2 separate regions of the Capsicum annuum genome follow, and region 1 is linked to region 2. The links are chromatin contacts, called in public Hi-C maps. All regions are on one chromosome and are shown on one strand. The core of a region is the stretch at or near the end of the contact, and the rest is flanking DNA. Distances in the headings are between cores, read along the strand shown.

The links. A called contact is a pair of places that touch in the nucleus more often than the background predicts.
Region 1: a contact with region 2 is called in a Hi-C map of leaf, with 2.3 times the contacts expected there. The contact joins the promoter of LOC107851275 here to the enhancer-like site in region 2. A contact is called at or near these places in 2 of 5 Hi-C or Micro-C datasets (leaf and placenta).

What each region holds. Positions count from the first base shown.
Region 1 is chr12:207,971,015-207,973,714 of UCD10Xv1.1, reverse strand. LOC107851275 (XIAP-associated factor 1) reads left to right here and starts at 1,374. Exons shown (of 8, transcript XM_047400961.1): 1 at 1,374-2,125. The coding sequence starts at 2,082. It overlaps LOC107851274 (XIAP-associated factor 1), which reads left to right. Exons shown (of 6, transcript XM_016696227.2): 6 at 967-1,365. The coding sequence ends at 1,129.
Region 2 is chr12:207,871,662-207,874,361 of UCD10Xv1.1, reverse strand. LOC107850566 (wall-associated receptor kinase-like 20) reads right to left here. Exons shown (of 3, transcript XM_016695179.2): 2 at 1,363-1,419; 3 at 1-680. Among protein-coding and RNA genes, the nearest start is that of LOC107850565, 8.8 kb to the left of the region's middle. Within about 2 kb of position 1,406, at least 2 of the 5 cell types and tissues checked have an H3K27ac peak or open chromatin away from gene starts, as enhancers often do. A contact at or near this core is called in leaf, where this site is marked.

The DNA.
Region 1 (2,700 bases), core at 125-2,624, 99 kb before region 2:
GGGCATATTAGGAGAGATATGATTAGAAATGAGGATATTTGAATCAATGTGGGAGTGACTTCGGTGGAGGACAAGATGCCGGAAGCAAGACTGAGATGGTTTCACCATGTGAAGAAGAGATGTACGAATGCCTCAACGCATAGATGTGAGAGGTTGGCAATAGATGGTTTCAGGAGAGGTAGAGGTAGGTTGAAGAAGTGTCAAGGAGTGGTGATTAGACAAGACATGACACAATTTTAGCTAACTGAGAACATGACCTTAGATAGGAGGTTGTGCAGGATATAGATTAGTGTAGTAGATTAGTAGGTAGCAGAGCTTTTAATAGTTAATCCTTCCCTACTACTAGCTATAGTATTATTCTTGTAGTTTCTTGTTCTTGATTTTTTTTAATCTTGTTACTACCTGTTGTTTCATGTATCTTGAGTAGCGTATTAGTTTGTTATAGTTACCATTCGTCATGCTTTCGCATCCGTTACTTTTTTTCTAGATTGCTTTGATTTGTTTTTCCTTGAGCGGGGAGTGTATATCAGAAACAACCTCTCTACCCCTAGCGTAAGGGCAAGGTCTGCGTGCACTCTAGCCTCTCCAAACCCCACTTTGTGGGACAACACCATTGTTGTTGTTGTAACAATTGTTAGCTCACACAATGCCCTACGTTTTTTTTTTTTAAAATAATAGGTGAAAAGGTGTGTGATTTTACCGTCTTTGTGGAAGTTAATGAACTCAAGGTGCTCCCAGATACGTGCATGTGGTTGTTCATATTGCTTACACATGTCTTTCCCTATAAAACTTGCCATCTGAACCATCGTCTGGTATTGTTTCCATCATGTCTCATCCAATAAAGTGAATGCACTTCTAAGCCATGTACTAAACTCTCTGCAACTGTATTGTGCTGCTATATCTTGTGTTGTATGACAAGTTCCCTGGTCTTTACTTTTTTCGTCGTGTTTCTGGTGATCTTTGAAGGAACACTATTCCAGCTGAGAGAGATCTTGGTGCTCCGGCCAGAAGACAGCCACATGACGTTTCCAGGAAGCGGCTTCTATTTACAATTGCAATAACGGGCATTGCTGTTTTGTTTGGCTCACTTATTTTCCAGAGGAAAGCTGAAGAAAGTCCAGTGCACTAGCATCTTTACTTTAATCCATCAACTCTTAGGTTTTGTCTGAGAAGTTAATATAACCATGTCCGCATCCTAGAGTTCAGAATGTAACCATGCAATCAAAGACGAGTTCCGCTAATACATGAACAGATACTGTTGTATGTAATCAATTTGTACCTTTTATTTATCAAAGTTATGTAATTGCCTTGTTGAACACTTCGGCCGAGGCGAAATACATATCGATGGCGATGACTGTCTGTGAATTGAGATGGTTGAAGCATAGTTTGGGGGTGGGTCATAGAGTGTCCGGTAAATGTATATTGTGAGAGTTTAGGGGTATTGTATATTGGTTGGAATTCTTTTTTTCTTATATAATCAACAAAACAAACGTACTGAAATAGATTCACTATGTGCGAGATGAGTTGTGCTTAGTTGTAGTATATCTCGAATTGGAAGTGAGGAGTGCTTATAATCCGAGCAACTCCCTCATGTTACTTATGCGGAGTTGCTAATATCTTTACGAAGAATGCACCAAGTGTTATTAAATATGAATGTAAATAAGCTAATTATATATTTGGTAAATGTATATTGTGACAAATATGGGTAATTGGAATCCTAATAGGTTATGTTTAGGGTTTAGGTTTTTTATGTCTTTTTATACAAATATAATTACATCGTGCAGCTAATGAGAAAAAAATCTTTCAAATATTGTCTAGTCTTTTTGTGTTTCAGGTTCGTTTGATTGTAGCAGAATTTTACGTTGTTTTTTTAATTTAATCAAACACTTCAATTCTGAAGTAGATTTATCTGAAATTTTAATTGGAAATCGACAAATTCAAATAGAGCTGGATGTGTTTATAGTAGATTGAATCGAACCAATTTAATTAGTTACCCTATAATCTTTCTTGTCGATTATTGAATTTTAATTAACCTTTTACTTTGTTATTCTCTTAGAGATTTTTCCTTTTTGAGGGGAATAATGGCTGTAGCTTCTGATCAAACCACAAGTATCTGCAATAACTGGTAAGTTGTCCTAACTTAATTTTTGTTTGATGATAAATTTTATGAGTAGATTATTTTTAAAAAACAATATTATTTGTTATTGAAAATTGATCAATTACAAAAAATCTTACTTTTCGTATGATCATAAATTTTAAGAGTAGATTTCTTTTTTTAAAAAAGTTGAAATATTATTTATTATTGAAAGTTGATCTGTTACAAAAATTAGCTCAGACTAATTTTGGATGAAATTTCTCTTTCATTCATGAAATTTTAAGTATTGTCCAATAAACACAATTTTAAGTTTCAAAAACTATTTTTCAAAACGTACTTCAAATATTCTTCTTTTTTTTTTCAAGTTTCAACTAAATACATGGTCAAATACTAAATTTTCTGTCAATAAAATCTTCAAAACTACTTTTCTTTTCTAACTTAGATTTGACAAAATAAATTATCTTTTATGTTAGATGAACATGGACCCTACAAATAATAAACTAATAAAAAGACCGCATTTTGACCTATCAAACTACTAACCGAATCTCCTATAAGGCTCTGACAACCATAATATATGACTTATGACGAAATTTTTTGGATGATTA
Region 2 (2,700 bases), core at 157-2,656:
AAGTGTACCCTGAGCACAAGTGGACACATGACTCAGATCTGTGTGAGCCAACCGTGAAAGACCAAAGTCTGCGACCTTAGCATTCAATTTCTCATCGAGCAAAATGTTACTAGACTTGACATCTCGATGGTAAATGGGAGGAACTGCAGAGAAATGCAAGTAAGCAAGTCCCTCTGCAGTTGCATGGGCAATGCTGAGCCGGCGATCCCATGTTAGAAGTTTGCGTTGCAAATGCAAATGATCACTAAGCGTTCCATTAGGGATATACTCATAAACAAGCAATGGTTGTTCAAGCTCAACACAACAACCTAGAATGCGTACGAGGCTCTTGTGGTTAACCTGACAGAGTATTCTCACCTCATTGAGAACTTGATCAGTGCCTTTAGTATTCCCTAGCTTGGCACACTTAACAGCAACCTCGGTACCATCATCAAGTATACCAAAGTAAACTTCACCATAACCCCCAGCACCAAGAAGGCGGTCCCTAGAGAAATTGTGCGTTGCTTTCTTGATTTCTTTGCCTGTAAACAGCTTCGCAGATCTTACACCACCTGAGCAAAGAATATCTTCCCGTTCACGAGCTAGTCGATCTTGTGCATCCTTAATTCGCTTGTGACGTCTGTACACAAAAATCCCAATTACAGCAGCAATCACTGCCACACCCAAACCTGATGTCAAACCTGCAAATCCAAGAAACATTCAAGTATCTTTTGGCAACTCTTTTAACACCAAAAACAATATTGACCAACAATGTTAATAACTAGATAATTCCAATTATCATAAGCTCCTTGAAATCTCAAAATAGAGTAAGAACCTAAGTTGCTCGGACTCAAGTGTAGATGTCTGATGTGGGTGCGATCTAGAGGTCGGGTTCGATGATCTAAATTTTAAGATTCTAGGATATAGATCCAGATAAGCATACGGGTGCAGTCAAGAGATTCAGCTAAAATGATTAAAATATCTAAAAATAGAGTTAGTCCAAATTACGAGTCATTCTGTTGAAAACCTACAAGTTATTCCAAGGATAAAACATTGATCAAAAGTAAATCTCCTAAGGAGATAAAAGAAAAACGACTATCATAGACATTTCTATACACAAGCTATTCCAATTTATTTAGTTTCACCTCTACTTTTATTTTGATTATAAAAATCATTCTATCTGTCCCAAATTTCTCCGTCCATTTTGGGCAAAGTACCCAAATTTGATTCATCAAATCCAGGTCGTGTCAATATACGTGCAGCACAGAAAGTAAACAGTTCGAGCAACTTAGAAGAAAACATAGTGATATGATCAAATTTACATGAAATTTTTGAAATCGCAAGCAGTTAGACTAAAGATCGTGTGCCCCAGTTATACAATACCTGCTATTAGTGCAGTGTGGTCGCTACCACAACCATCACGATCTTGGCATGTCACATCTGCGTATCAAATAAATAGTCAAAAAAAAAAAAAAAAGGGCCCACCCAAATGCAACCCAGATAAAGAAAAGATGCAGAAATGGAGAATTAGTCCAAATTTCTTTAAAAAGGATCAATACAAAACAAAATATATAGAAGAAAAAAACATTATTTATCACCTTATAATTTCCTCAACCATTTCCCTTTCACTATCCCAATTTAAAAGAAAACACATTCGAACGATTACTATTCTCCCTTCTCAATTTTTGTGACATATTTAATATTTTGAGATTCAAACTGATTGTAAATTCGGACATACAATCCTTCCAATTTTTTTAAAATAAAATTTATATATTTAAAGAATTAATAAAAAATATTATAAATTATTAATTAATAACTAAAATATTTTTTTAAAATATATATATATTACTACTATATATAAGGAGGATCTCTCATTTGGTACTCCTCACAAACATTTTAATGCAATTAAAAAGCTACACATGTTTACTTACTTTTTATATATGTTACATTTGTCCTCATTTGTCATTTTATGATATTTTTATTTGAGACTTTGTAATTTTTTTTGTACTCTTTTTGTTTTTTTTTTTAAATCTCTTCTTATTTTTTTTATTAGATTACTTGTTCTTTTTTACTTATTTCTTATATTAAAAATTAAATACTTTTCTTGCTTATTTATTTTAGTAAATCACGAAAGACTTATAACTTTTTCACATTATTATTATTATCATCAAGTAATTAAGTAAAGTATGAATAGCTAAATTTAAATTTTTAAAACATAATTTATAAGGATAATTTTACATACTTTACCTTTAATATATTAAATTTTTAAGTTAAAGGAACAAGTAAAAACGAATTGAGAGAATATCCTTTTCTCTCTCTTTTTTTTTTTTCATTTTGCTTGATCCTTGTACTAATTTTTTTTTTCTTATTATTTTAGCAAATAAAGAAAAATTTATTATTTTCTTTCAATATTACTCTTATCACTAAGTAATTATACAACATAATACCAACATGAGTTGTGGTGCATTGGATGGGGCTGCTCCACCCTTAACTAAAGGTTGAGGGTTCGACCCTGGGTATGGAGAAAACTATGTCGGGAGCGTTGCCACCTTAATGGATCCTGCAATGCGCGATCCGGCTTAGTCGAGGCTCCAATGCGGACACCGAACACCGGATGGGAAACAAAAAAAAAACTATACAACATAATAGTTGTCAATCATATACTTTCAAATCATAATTATCGATATAAATAAGCAAACTCCTATTTAATAGTTTTTTATT